Regions from separate parts of the Mus musculus genome. Here region 2 is linked to region 1. The links are chromatin contacts, called in public promoter capture Hi-C maps. All regions are on one chromosome and are shown on one strand. The core of a region is the stretch at or near the end of the contact, and the rest is flanking DNA. Distances in the headings are between cores, read along the strand shown.

What was found. Promoter capture Hi-C pulls out the DNA fragments that hold promoters and counts their contacts.
Region 2: a promoter capture Hi-C map of liver shows a contact between it and region 1, with 7 times the contacts expected there. The contact joins the promoter of Ubqln4 here to the promoter of Ube2q1 in region 1. A contact is called at or near these places in 2 of 39 promoter capture datasets (liver and pre-B cells), 1 of 484 Hi-C or Micro-C datasets (B cells), 1 of 115 datasets of contacts at active chromatin or transcription factors (cardiomyocytes) and 1 of 9 other capture datasets (liver).

What each region holds. Positions count from the first base shown.
Region 1 is chr3:89,770,523-89,778,338 of GRCm38.p6, reverse strand. Ube2q1 (ubiquitin-conjugating enzyme E2Q family member 1) reads right to left here and starts at 4,730. Exons shown (of 13, transcript NM_027315.4): 1 at 4,301-4,730; 2 at 2,158-2,262; 3 at 1,723-1,827; 4 at 1,058-1,108. The coding sequence starts at 4,627. It overlaps 4632404H12Rik (RIKEN cDNA 4632404H12 gene), which reads left to right and starts at 4,939. Exons shown (of 2, transcript NR_130957.1): 1 at 4,939-5,837.
Region 2 is chr3:88,550,481-88,557,315 of GRCm38.p6, reverse strand. It overlaps Ubqln4 (ubiquilin 4), which reads right to left and starts at 3,600. Exons shown (of 11, transcript NM_033526.2): 1 at 3,404-3,600; 2 at 1,827-1,978; 3 at 1,324-1,526; 4 at 397-659. The coding sequence starts at 3,511. It overlaps Lamtor2 (late endosomal/lysosomal adaptor, MAPK and MTOR activator 2), which reads left to right and starts at 4,365. Exons shown (of 4, transcript NM_031248.4): 1 at 4,365-4,520; 2 at 4,799-4,961; 3 at 6,531-6,620. The coding sequence starts at 4,453.

The DNA of each region.
Region 1 (7,816 bases), core at 3,481-5,980:
CAGGGATCACCTGTCCACTGTGGGTCTGAAGATCAGTACAAAGTCACAGAGTATGGGCCCAGTGATAGGAAACAACATGATCAGAGACACCTTATAACAAGACATCCTGTACTAGGGGCAACATACAACAGCTTACTTTATAAAGTATTTATTCTTCTATCGTTATCTTCACTTATCATAGAAAAGCTAAGACCCAGTGAATTAATTTTCATTAATTTCACTAATAAATTTTATTAATTCTCCAGTCAAAGGAGACTTCACAGAAATAAGTTCTATCTGGCTATGAAGCGTAACTATGATTTACATTCTACCTAAAGCTTGGGTGGCACATGTCTGCAGTCCTAGCACTTAGTATGTAAAAGCAATAGGATCAACTCAGGCCATCTCCGACTACACAAGTGAGTGTGAGGCCAGCCTGGCTTACACAAAAATAAATCAATAGGAACTAGGGAAATGGCTCAGCAGTTAAAAAGCTGCTCTTCTAGAAAACTGGTTCCCAGCACCCTCACAGGGACTTACAACCACCTGTAATACCCGTCCCGGGGGATCTGATGCCCTTTTCTGGCCTCCACAGGCACTGCACATATGTAGTGCATAGATATTCACACAGCAAAAACATCCATACATATAAAAATGAGAACACAGTATCTATATTTTTTAAAGATTCTGTCAGGTGCACTATACACTACTTATTATCTGAAACTATCATGTGATACGTACGAGTCAGAATCCTATTTTATAAATGAGAAAACTGTACCCTAATGAGAATAAATAAAAGTCCCCAACTAGGACAATCAGGATACAAACTAGGGTCTGTCATGATTCCTGAAGCCATCTGAGATTAAGTTTGCCCAGTATTTACTTGTTTTAACACACTGGCAACTAAATGCTTTCAAAGAATGGATCCAGACAGTGATTTCCTTTACAGCAGGCCAGTCAGTCTTTATCCTATTGATATTGTTTCTTCCCCCAGTTTGAAGCTGGAGCTATTAATATCAAATGACCCATACTGATGACAAGCACTTCTTGCCAATGCCATCTTGAGTAGCAAGCCTACCTCAGGCATCTCTTCATCTTCATCTTCTGAAGACACTTCTTCCTGCGTGCACTGCAGTGGAGAAGGAGGCAAAGACGAAGATCAGACCCAGTGGGTGCTAGAATGCAGCATCTGACCTATCCTCTGGCCCTGAAGGTCTGGAAGCTGAGCACTGCCCATAAAGATGCCAGTTTCTCCCCCAGCCAGGTCTGAGTGGTAGCAAGAGCCCAAGGCATGGATGACTTTGATACCAGCCAATTATTCTCTCCCGACCACATGCCATAGCTGCTTTTGCCATCTATTCTGCAGAGCCCAACTTACCTTTCCTCAGCACCCTGCTCTCATTTGCTCTTCTCTAGAGCTCTAGTGCATTTCTCATCCTAAGCAAAGGGCCTGGGTTTCCAATAGCTATCAACTGCTATTGCTTCAATAATAAAATTCCCTCTCATCTCAACCGTCGGGATGCTGCCCGTGAGGCTGAGTTCTGATAGGGCAGAAGCAGTGAGTAGTGTCCCATTTAGCTAGATTCCCATCTGGAGAAGAAAGCGGCTGAGAATCACATGTGTGTTTGGGAGCGGTGGGGGTGGGAAGGAGCTACTGCAGCTCTGTTTCAATTACCAAGTATTTCTTAAGCACTCTTTGGGGTGACAGCCACAGGACCCAAAGCCCATTCCTCAGCTGCATACCTGCTCTGCTGGCAAGGGCTGATCCAGCATTTCCACATCAGGATGCTGAGGGAGGTTGTAGAGTTTACACAGGTCAGAGATGATCCTCTTCAGATGCTGCAAGAGCTGGGGGGAGAGACATTAAATACGTCTTTCCTACTACAATCTGGATAGCTGCATGGATGAGCTTTTAGCTTAGATCTCAAAATGGTGGCTGGTTCTCTACACTGGATGGACCTTGTGGTTATAGGAATGACTTTCCCTAGTGGACCTATCCTGGAGCTGCTACAGGACTCTGCCCCCTCTGGCTTCAGTAGGCAACTCTCCTAAGAAGTAAGGTCCAAGACATTCCACCTGGGGCACCACCCACTCTTCAAAACTAGCTGCCTCACAGGGAACGTTAGTTGCTGAAGCCTCTTCAGGAACACACACATTCCTCCCCACTGCCCCCCTCACCAAAGTATTCCCTTTCTTTATGTCCACCAGCCTCTCCAAGACAGCAGCCAAGTTAGGGTCATCGGACTCCACCGACCAGATGGGGGGCACAGCAGGGTATGATTCCTGAGGGGGAAACAGGAAGAGTGGTCACAATGAGAAACTTTACGAGAAACCAGTTTTTGCCTAGCCTTCCTTCTTCTGGTTCCTTTCTTCCCACCACCATGTCCTACACTTATAACCTCAGCTTCCCTAGAAAACTAGCCTGGAAGGACCATACCCAAGAAGCAACCTGCGGACTCTCTTCCTCTCAGAGTACAAACCAGGGAAAGCTGAAGACAGTAAAGGAAGCTCTGGCTCTACTGTCCTGCCTGCCTGCCTGCCACACTCCAAGTTCTCCCACACCAGGCCAGACTCCTTCAGTGTTTCCAAACTCAGGGGAGGGAAGATCACCTCATAACAGTCACACTGATGTGAAAAATGCAGGCTTGTAGCCACCAGGGGAGAAGGAACTAATAAAATAGTCTCCAAAGCTAGTAGCAAGATCCACCCCCACCCCCCAGAGTCCCTCTAAGACCCATTCTCCCTACCGCTCCCTCAGGAACCTGCCCTCATCCTGAGCCCAGGCATGGGCTGGGAGAACAGAGCCTATGCTACTGGCATTCCCAGCATTCCTGAGCCACCATGCCACAGGAGCCTGAACAGACTCCCCTCCTCTGCCCAAGGCAAGAGGGCCAGTGTAGGCCAAGTTTCTTTTAGAGGGGCCATGGGCACTGCAGCTGAGAACCCCCAAAGACAAAGATAGTAGATGGCCTTGGCAACCGAAAGGAAGCAGCTGGAGGAGGCAAACCTACCCGTAAGTGAATCCACTTAGCAAAATCCAATCTTTGATGTTTCAACACATGCCAAGGAAGCCTTACCCACTTCTACTGGGGATCTTAGCGATGCCACAGCTCTAACCAGTGCTGCAGGAAAAACAGTACCAAAGATGCTACAATCTTTACTTGACTGAGCCACTCCTGGTGGTCCTAGCTTGGTGAGGTAAGCCTCAGCTGGGATAGATGAGGCCCCATCAAAACTCAAGTATCTCATTATTACTCCACTCCCAAAGTTACCTCACCAAACCACGACCTGGTTTGGTGGCAGAAAGGGCTAGAAAACACCATGAAAAAAAAAATGAATCAAAGCCTCCAAGAACCACAAAATTCACGTCTGTCTTCCCCCCAGGCAACTCCCGTTTCCAGTGTGGATAAAGGTGCTCCAGGAGGGACAAGACCATTACAGTGGGCGTTATCCAACAACGTGAGCACTGTATCGCGCAGTACCAGCTGTTATAAAATTGCACCCAACAATTTCCTCAAGGGACACTAGGGAATAAAATAAGGCAGGACGCATGGAAGATGCCTCCTGACCAAGGATAGGTAGGATGGAACGATGCCTACTGGGGAGCGATGGCACTGCTGCCGCTCAAAACACACATTGCTGTCACCACCAGAAAAGGTGACAGTCACCTAGGATAAGCAGATGTGACCCCAGGAGTGGGGAGGAAGTGGCAAAGCTGCTACGAGCCAAGGCAAAAAGAGGAATTAAAGGTTAGTTACACCAGAGTTAGTAAGAGGAGATCCAACGTGGGGTCAATGAACGGCACTATTCTTTAGTGAAATTCAGGGAGCAAAGAGGGGTTGTACGAGGGATGCCTAGGCAGGGAGCCTACAGGTGGGTACATATAAGTGGAAAGAACTACTGAGAAGGGTCATTATGGAACCGGGCTGAGTTCCAGGCTACGTCCTTCCAGCACAGGCCTGGAATCTTATTAGAGTTGGGGTGGGGAGAAGAATGGGTCATTTCTAGGTGACATGGTAAAGTTGTGGAGGAGTAAGCAGAAGGAGCCAAAATCATAAAACCTGAGGTGTGGGTGGATTCATAGGAGGAGGTGGTTGAGGGGCCACATGTCCCGATGTCCCTTGCTCTCAGGGGTCAACAGTAGAGACTGTGACTGCACCACAGAACCTCAAGCTGAAGAAACAAGTGTAGCCTGGAGAGAAGGAGCCAAGCACCAAGAGGGGGGCTCTGGCCTCCGGGTCCTTCGAGAGCAGGAGGTTGTATGGTGTGATTTCGATCACCAGACAAGGGACCCCCAGCGTGGCGCAAGCGAGGTCCTCACCGTGATGTTGCAGTGGATGCGGACGGGGTCCCCCGGCACCGATCCCCGGGAGGGGAGATGGGGTCCGGGCGCAGCCCCGGCCCCGGCCCCTCCGGCTCCGGCCAGCAGGAACTCGCAGCTCAGCTCGTCCAGGCAGGCGCTGGCAATGCGGAAGCGCTCGTGGCCGCGGTGGAAGATGGACTCGAGCAGCTTCAGCTCCCGCCTCAGGCAGGGCCCTGGCCCCGGGCCCCCTCCCGGGCCGCCCCCGGCCCCCGGCGCCGCCCCCTGGACCCCCAGTTGCTGCCCCGGCCCCGGCTGCTGCTGCCCCTGCGGCTGCGGCTGCTGCATCCTCCGCTCCGCTCCGCTCCGGGGCCGGCGGGCCGGGAGCCTCCGGCCTCCGCTCCGGGCTCCGCCGCCGCCGCGGTCCGCACTTCCTGATCCCCCCTTCGCCAAGATGGCGCCGCCGCCACCTCCGGGACAGGCCCCCTCCGCTCGCCGGCCCACCCCCCCCACGGCCGCCGGAAGCCGCGCGCCCCTCCCCCTCCGCGGCGGCCCCGCCTCCGGCCTCACGTGACCTCTGAGCTCCGGCCCCCGGCACGTGATCCGCGCGTCTTTCCCGCCCCCCGGCCCGCGCCTGTCACCCTCCACATGTGACCCTAGGCCCTCGCCTCGCTGCTCGAAGCGCTTCCGTGCGTGTACGTGCGTCGTGCGTGACCGTGCACCGGGGGGCCTTTGCCAGCGCTTCCCTGTCACATGGCCGGCGTCTCTTGTCACGTGGCCGGTGCCTGTGTTCCCAGGGGCTCCCCGCGCGGGACTCTGGCTTCCTGCTTGCGTCCCGCGGCCCCCGCGTGCGGCGCATGGCCGTGTCTGTCCTGTATTCCCATGGGGGTCGTCGGGCCGGGTCACCGGCCTCCGCGTCTGCGGCGGGAAGGCGCCTTTCGCTACGGTCGGAGAAACGGACTTGGATCTCCCTGCGGTTCCTCTATGGTGTGTGACCTTGGGTTATCTACGCTCCTGGGGAGCCTCAGTTTCTCCATCACAACAATGGCACTGTACAAGACGGGGAGGCCTCTTTAGCCTGTTCCCAAAGGCTCTGTGCAGGGATACTGAAGTATCGAGTATGGTCGCTGGTCAGCTACGTCTGAGGGGACAGATGGTGCGGCTTCCTCCACAGAATCACAGGGCTTCGTTATGTGTGAGTGCAGAGTACTAAGCTAGGGGTTGCATAGACGACACCCACGCCTACCTGCTATTCTTCTTCCCACCTCGTCGCACTGATCCTGAACGGGGCTTGAAGTTTGCGGCAGTACCTCGTCGTTCCCACTAGGTGGCACTATCACAAAGGACAACGGAGGGTCCTGAAACCCAGAGCTGCAAACTGGCAGGTGCCAGGATGTTGTAAGGCCTGATGGGTTTGGGACCAATTCATCATGTGAGCCGTTGGCCCGTCTACCGTCACCACCTCTATGTTTTTTGGAAGCTGACTGTACCTTGGTGCTGGGCTACTGATTCACTCAGTGATGTTAGCAGAAAGCTTTACTAGGCCAAGTTTAACTCCGTATGTTTTAAGAAATTCGTGTTCTTTGAGCCTGGGGGGATGAGTGTGGGTGTGTGGGTGGGGCTGGTTTTTCTAATGACCAGAGCAGCCTGAACATTTAGCTGCATACCATCTTTGTGCCTATGTCCACAAGCTGGAAGCATAAAATACTAGGGTAAGCCAGTCCTAGCAGAACAGGGTTGTAGTCGCAACTATCTAGGAGAGTCAGAAGGCCAAGGCCTACCTGGATAACTTAGTAAACTCCTTTCTCGGCCAAATAACTAATAAATAAGGGCTGAGGGTGTGGTAGAATGCTTGCTTAGCTAGTAGAAGCTCCAAATTTGACACCCTCCCCCATCATCACACACAAAAAGAGTAATTGTAAAAAGTCTAATTTATCAAGCATTCCCCAAGCCAGGAATACTAAGCAAATATTTCTAACCCTTAACACCATTGCAAGGTGAGTGCTTTAACCTGTATTTTACAGATAAAGGTCAGGATGTATAGATACTGAGCAGAACTTCTAAGTCTGTCTCCACGTCCTTTACCCTGTTCTGTCTGCTTGCCTGCTTCCTTTATTGTTATTGTCAGGGTCTTGCTATATAGTCCAGGCTGGCCTGAATCTTATTCTCTTGTCTTAGCTTCCCAGTGCTTAACTTATAGGCACACATGCACCACCTTGCTCAACTCCCCTATTCTACTAGCCCCACACACTTCCTTTTAGAACTTTTCACAGATCACATGACCTTTAGCCCTTACCCAAGGAACTGGAACTTTAGGTCTTCCATGTCCCCAACCCCATATACAAGTTTTAAATGTATACATTTACTTATTGTCCTGAAGATTGAGCCCAGGGCCTCATCCATGCTATGCTTTGTCATTGAGAAACCCAGAAGTCAAGGTCAGTGGGGCATGGTGCCTTCTATTGCTACTTCACTCAGCATCTCAGCTCTTTTGGTTGCTGCTAAGCTTCATGTAAAATCATACCTAAGATAATTGGGCATGAGTGTGGTTGCCATCTGAACTGGAAATGAAGTAGATATATTTATTTAGTGAATGCAGAGGCAAGTGATTAAAAACAACCTACCCTCATGGAATTCATATTAAGGAAAATAGAAATTATAAAACCAGAATCTACAAAACAAACTGCCTTGTTAAATGTGGGAAATGGACAAATATTTACTGAGCACCTACTGTGTATGATACACTGAAGAAACAGCATTAAATGAAACAGATTCAGTCCTTATTTTCTCAACCTGACAGGAAATCAGACACTTGGGCCAGTCAGATGCCACACAAGCCTAGTGTCTTGAGTTTAATAATGTTAGGTACCCAAAAAAGTAGAAGAGCATAGACTCCACAAAGCTGTCCTCTGATTTTCACACACCATGCCATGGCCTTTGCCCCTCCTAACAATAAATACAAACTAAGCAAAGCAGACATTTAATGCACAGAGACACACTCAGGCACTGACTTTTAGCTGTAGTAAGTGCCTCAGAGGGGAAGACTAGCCATCTGGAAAGGAGTTCTGAATGAAGGACACTCATTTCTGAAGAGTGAGTAGCACGGGTGGAGCAAGAGCTGACATGTCTCAAGTTACAGAGTGTGAGAACACCAGCAAAGGCTACAAACTCAATTCAAATTACAATTAGATTTATTAAAACTGCAAGTGGGGTTTTAAAGCCACTTTAAAGCCACATCAAAGGCATGCTGCCAACAAGGGGTTAAGAGAAGGATTTTTTTGAAGGTGGAGATGACCATTATCTTGCTTCTGTGGAACTTGTAGCTGTGTAAGAAAGTTCTTAACTTCCCTCAGCTATGTGAGGCACCGTCTCTTTCCCCTTATTCACAGCTCTAAAGGGGATACCTCTGAAAACAGTGATAAGTGGGTTTACAGAAGCCAGGGCAAGCTGTTAATCATTTCACAGCAGTTACACCATTCTGTGGAGGGTGGAGTTTGCTAGGAGTTCATCTTTCAGAACTTTAGGGCAGAGCTCTGC
Region 2 (6,835 bases), core at 2,351-4,850, 1.2 Mb after region 1:
CTCCACCAGGCATGTTCAGCTGCTGTGTTCCCAAACACTGTCTGGACCTTCCTACTGAGGGTTCTTGGCCTCGAACATTATTTTTTTCTTTCCTTGGTTCATATACAGTCTTCCTTTGGGTCTTAGCTTAGTGACACTTGTAGGAGACCTTCTATAAGCCCCAGAGCAGGGTTGGAGCCCTTACTATGTTCCTAAGGCATCATTATGTCCAGCACTGCCTGCACATCTGTCCCACTTGGCTTAGGGTCAAGGAGTTCCTGACCCATGTCTGTTCATAACCATATCAAGTGTTCAAAGCACACCAGCTCAACTCAATGAACAAGAAGAAGGAGCAAACCGGAAGTTCAGAACAGCCAACACCAGCGTCCGCCCTCCCCAGTCTTCTCCCAGACCCACCTGCCTCATGAGCTCTGGGTTGTTGAGCATGTGGCTGATCTCGGGGTTCCTCTCCATCAGCTGCTGCATCTGGGGATTAGCCATGATCATGTGGCGCATCAGATCAGGGTTTGACATCATATCCTGGACCAAGGGGTTCTCCATGATCTGCGACAGCATCTCAGGATTGGACATGAGCTGTCTCTGCATCTGTTGCTGCAGCTCCATAAAGTTGGCGGAGCCCAGGCCCAGGCTGCCCAGTCCCAGGATGCCTCCGAAGCCAGCTGTGGGAAGGAGCAGGGTCAGAGTCTCCCTCTCAGACCCTTCCAAGATCCAGCAGACTTTCCAAGATAGACCCTAATTGCTTCTGACATGTCCCTCCCTCTTCAGTCACTCCCACAACTCCAGGAAAGAGACCTCTATAAAGGCAGGGGGCAAGCTAAGCATAGCATTGAACAGAAGTAGACCCACCTTTCTCCATTCCCCTCTTTACCCAGGACTCCCCTCCCCCAACGCCATCTTTCCTTTTGTTCCTGAACTTGAGTCCATCTCTGAAATCATGGAAACCATCATAAGGGCTGGTGAGATGGCTCAGTGGGTACGAGCACCCGACTGCTCTTCCAAAGGTCCAGAGTTCAAATCCCAGCAACCACATGGTGGCTCACAACCATCTGTAAGGAGATCTGACTCCCTCTTCTGGAGTGTCTGAAGACAGCTACAGTGTACTTACATATAATAAATAAATAAATCTTTAAAAAAAAAAAAAAAAACCATCATAAACCGATCATTCATTCCCCACCCCAGCTTGGCTTAAGTTCCAACATCTGGAAGAGTGACTACGGTCATGGGACTAGGACTAGGGATCAGGGACCATTCTTCTTCTTTATCTTTGTGCACCCCACTCCCCTGGCCAATACAAAATTATGCTCTCCCCCGCTAAAGGCTTACAGAGGATCGATGCAGTAGCACTTGAGGGCCCCTCTGCAGCCACTGGAGAGGGCCCCCCTCCACTGCCAGCATCTGAAGTTGTATTGCCAGAGCTGCAGGGCTGGACAGGGGCGGCGGCAGGTGAGGCAGGCGTGGTGGAGGGTGCAGAGGCAGAGTCAGGAGTGGATGGAGGAGAAGCAGCAGCAGTCACTGGATCTTGAGCCCTGAGGACAAAGAGTAGGGAAACCTGGCTGGAGTGTGCACAAGTGACAAGGTGGCCTTGGACTGACAGCTCAAGCCACCTCCTAAGCAGCCTTGTTCCACCCTTACCCCAGGCTAGCAGGATGCTGGGGAGAGGGATGGTATCAGTTATCAACAGTCTCTAAGGCAACCTGGGAGTACTGACAGGCTCCCCCAGAGGTAAGACCTTATCCATCTGTGCCAGGCCTGGCTGCTGAACAGGTGAGAAAGAATGGGAGGTGAGGTCACAATCAGGAGCAAGGGCAGCTCCTGTCTGTACTTACTTCTGAGGGGTTTTGATGACTAGGTGGACTGTGAGCCCATCCTTGATGCCGTGCTGGCTCAGGGTGTCCCCATCCTTGAGGATCTTGCCTGCGAAGATCAGGACCAGCTGATCCTGCTGAGCCTTAAACCTCCGGGAGATCTCCTCCTTGAACTGTGGTCAAGAGGCAGAGATCACTGCAGAGGCCAACTGCGCCCCGCTGCAAGACTTGACCCTCAGTTCTGCCCCTCTAGCTACAAGAATCCATTCAATTAGTTCCATGACACAGTATCCCAACCCTGGAAAGCCCCTGCTGCTATCCACAACAGCAGCTTCTGTCCCACCACCCAATTCTCTGAAAGTGATACCTCACAGAGGCATGGGCAGCCCTCCCCATCCTAAATCCTTCAACTAGCCTTGGGCTCAGGCTGTCTCTCTTCAGCCTTCTCTCTGCTTTTCAGTCCCAGCTTCCTCATCACTATAACAGATAATCTAGAGTATTATTGAGATCTATTGAGGAATCTAGTGTGTTAGTTACCATCTCTACTTAATTAAATTAATTAAATTTAATTAATTAATTAATTAATTAAGAGACAGGGTCTCTGCATGTAGCTCTTGCTGTCCTGGAACTTTCTATGTAGACCTCGAACTCAGATAGATCCACCTGCTTCTACCTCCCCAGGGCTGGGAATTTAAAGATAAGGATCAGAGAAGAGGTAATGTATCCGGGGATATAGGAACTCAGGTCTGGACATCAATGTCTTCATCAGACACATTCTCAATAAGAGCTGTTTTATAATTCAGCTTTTCCCAGGGGACTTAAAATTCTCTAATGAGAGAGCAGCAGTGGTACCAACGGCTACACTGGGGCGAGTTAAATTTTCTAGATTCTATCAGCTCCTCCAAAACACAACACAACACAACACATATTCTAACTATAAACAGTGCACTTGCTAAGCAAAAGATCCCTCTCTTCCAACCAGATGGCCTATTCTAAGCCCCGCCTATGTGCAATTCTGGAGCAGCTTCAAGCAGTGGGGAACACAGGCAATACTCCCTCACTCATTCTATATTATTTTGTTGAGCACCTACTGCGCTCAGCAAATCCTGTAGAGCAGAAAACTGAACTACACAACCGTTTCGATTTGCGACAAGGAGGCTCTGTGGAGAGAGAGAGAGAGGGAGAGAGAGAGAGAGAGGGCACCACCACCACGCGACACTCCCGGGAGAGCATAGCCGCAGCTCGCTCGGGCCGCACGGTGCCTTAGCGCCTGGAACCTCTACCAGTGACCCTGGAGCACACTCTCCTCAAGCCTAGGCTCCAAATGGAGCCCGCAAGCAAGGTGTCCCTTCCTCAAGCTCCCCCACCACGCCCCCAGCCCGGGTAGCGCGGCCAAACCGGCCCCTACCCGCGCCACGCTCCCCGGACTAGCCCTGGCAGGGCGCCCCCTACCCGCTTCTCCCGCCTGTATGCCCCTGGATTCCGCCCCGGCCGGGGGCCCGTCCCCGGCGCCAGGCCGACCCCGAGGTCTCCCTCTCTGCTCTGACCCCCTCGGTGCGCTGCTCCCGCCCTCCTGTCTCCTCCCAGCCAGATACTACCTCCTTGACCGAGGCTTGATCGCAGATCACGATCTCCTCCTTGTCCTTGGGGGTCTTGACGGTGACCCGAATCTGGGGCCTCGTCTCAGCCCCACTCGGCTCCGCCATGCCGCCGCCCGGCCGCCCGCCAGCCCGTCCGGCTCCTCCTCCTCCTCCTCCCGGCCCGCCCGGCCCGGCCCGACTCCGGGGCCTCCAACTCCCCCTCCCGCCCCTCCCCAAGGCTCCGCCGCCCACTCCGGACAGCCGCAGCCACAGCGCCCCGGGCGGCCTGGGGGAGCACTGCAGCTGGGGCGGCCCAGGCCCGAGCAGGGTGCGCAGCTGGCCCGGGCCGGACAGCGCGGAGGGCGGGAGATTCAGGGCCGCCTGCGGCTCCCTCCTGTTCGGACAAAGGACTTTCGTTGTCGCCGTCTTATCTCCGTTCCCTGGGGTCACTTGGTTTTCTTGAGAGGCCTGGGTTCGTTCCTGGTTCAGGACGTCCTTAAGACCTCTGCGGATTCGAGCAGTCGTGGCCTCCGGGGAACCGCCCCGAGGGAGCCATTAAGGACGGTTTCAGAGACCTGGAGTTTGCCTACGTGGCTTCTCTGAGCCTTGGGAGTAAAAGAGCAAGACCCCACAGAATTGTGACTAGCGTACAATATTGCTTTAAAAAATGGTCAAGGATGTGCCTAACAGATAGATTTATTATTAGATTGCGATTGACCAGTAGGCACGAAGGCGTCCTTCGCGTGGAAGATGTTAAAAGTATTTCCACCGTTGCCACTGTCCTTGCGCTCCCGCTCTCCCCCCCCCCAACTCCACAACCACATGGTCCCACTGGAACGCTGAACTATGGTTCCCAGAATTCCTTGAGCGATCACATGAAACTACGATTCCCAGAGGCCCTCGCGCGGGGCGGGAATTGGGCCAGAGCCTCAGTAGATGGGCCCGGTGACTACAACTCCCAGGCGCCTCGTAGCTGGGCTCCTGGGCCACCGGAAGCGACTGAGGGAGAGCAAGAGGCTGCGACTGTAGGGGTGTGTTGGTGCAGGTCAGGGTTAAGAGACGCAGGCATGCTGCGTCCCAAGGCTTTGACGCAGGTGCTAAGCCAAGCCAACACTGGAGGAGTCCAGAGCACCCTGTGAGTGAACAAGAACCCAAGCAGCGAGCGCTGGAATGGGGCGGCGCGCGGCTGTCTGCAGTAGGGGTAGGGAAGAGCCCTACGCCGGGAGGTGGCTAATGTTGCAAGCTGCAGCTTCGGAAACCCTGCTTGAGGGCTTCCTCGGAAAGGGAAATGGACAGTTGATTAGCGTGTTCCTGGATTCTTGCTTCCTAAAAGCGCCAGTAGCTGGAATTGGGATAGGAACTCAGACCTTTCACTCTTCCTGAGTTTGTTGATATCCTTCCCATTCTTGCCAGGCTGCTGAATAATGAGGGATCGCTGCTGGCCTACTCCGGTTATGGGGACACAGATGCCCGGGTCACTGCGGCCATCGCCAGTAACATCTGGGCCGCGTATGATAGGAACGGGAACCAAGCGTTTAATGAAGACAGTCTCAAATTTATCCTGATGGACTGCATGGTATGGAGTAAAGTAGGCTGACTTCGAACTTGCAATGATTATCCTGCTTCTGCCACCTCAACCCTGAGATTGCAGGTGTGCACCATCGCACCTTGCCAAATAAAACATAGATATTAAAAAAGGAAGTGAGAGTACGGTGCTGGCCTATGTGAGGGTCCATCTCAGTGAAAAGGAGACATTTGTTAAAAGATCCGAAGGACGATAGGAAAGGGGAAGAGAATTAAGCCATACAGCAATCATTTGGGGAAATATTTCTAACAGTGCTTGCTATGGTGGCTTATGCCTCTAGTTCAGTACACGAGAGACTGAGGCAGGCTCTCTTCGAGTATTTGTTTTCTTTCTTTCTTTTTCTTTTTTTGTTTTTCGAGACAGGGCTTCTCTGTGTAGTCCTGGCTGTCCTGGAACTCACTCTATAGAATCAGGCTGAACTCTGAAATCTGCTAGCTTCTGCCTCCCAAGTCCTGGGACTAAAGGTGTACACCACCACCGAGCAGACTTTGCAAGTATTTCTGACAACAGCAATTGCAAAGGGCCGAGGGCGGAGTGAGGCTTGGACAAAGATCAGTAAAGATGGAGCATCACAGAATGGGAAAAGGTTGTCGGGAGAAAGGGCTAAAGTCCTCTGAAGAGTGGCAGTGTGCAGAACTGAAAAAGGTGTTTGCAGTGGGGAAGGCCCCTTGGGAAGCTCTTCACTGTCATGCTGGCAGCCCATTCTTTACACCCACTCTCATTCACACTGGGTACTGAGTCCAGGGCTGGTGTCACTGCAGCCTAGCTAAGCTCTAAGAAATGCTTTTTAAGGGACAGATGTGGAGCTCAGTGGTAGAGCAGTTGCCTAGAGTGTTTGGGATTCTAGAACCCATTCCAAGAAACACAGTTTTTATTTTTGAGTCAGAGGCTAGTATACACACTGGAGCAAGTTCTGTGAAACATCACTTCTCTCACATAGATGTGCCATGACATTTTTATTGTTATTTTCAAATGTTGACCCACCCTAATTGATCCCCATTTTGAAAAGTTACACCATAGGAAAAGAAGAGACATAAGTTGGGTTGTGTGTGTGTGGGGGGGAGTTGTTTTTACCTTTTTAAGGTTTGTTTTATTCTGTATGTATGAGTTGCTTTGCCCAGGTGGTATATATGTGCCCCATGTGCATGCATGATGCCCCCAAGGAGGCTGAAAGAAGGCATTGGAGCCCCTGAACTGCTGTTATAGATGATTGTGAGCACAGTGTTGGTGTTGGGATTCGAACTCAAGCCTACTGCCAGAGCAGCATACGAGTTGGGTTCCTGGTCCTGACCTGCTGAGACAGTTCTCGGCATTAGAGAAGAGAACCCCAAGTTCTGGAAGACTTGGTTTCCCAGGATAGCTTGGTTAGCACATGGCTCAGCTGAGGCTGGAATCCAGTTTCAGACCCCCATGTCTTAAATGCTGGGCAGAGCTCCTAGCTGAACTTCCTGCTCTGCTAAGCTTGGGAGACAATGTCACTAGGACCAGAGGAACCCTGGGGAAGGCAGGAACTAAGGATGTCAAGCAGAATGCCCCAAAGTATCATGTCCTTCCCACCAGGAGGGCCGTGTAGCCATTACGAGGGTGGCCAACCTTCTGCTATGTATGTATGCCAAGGAGACCGTAGGCTTCGGAATGCTCAAGGCTAAGGTGAGTATATTCCTCTGTTATAAACTTTCTGGGCTGTAACATCTATGCATGCCCTTGCTCTGAATAAAGGACATGGAGACTTTAATTAGGTTTATTATGAGCTTTGGGCACTATAGCTGGGCAGATTCTCAACTATTCTAACCCAACCATATTGGCTTGGCCTATGTCCATGACCCATTACCTGTCCATCTTAGTCATGTCCTGGTACCTGCTTC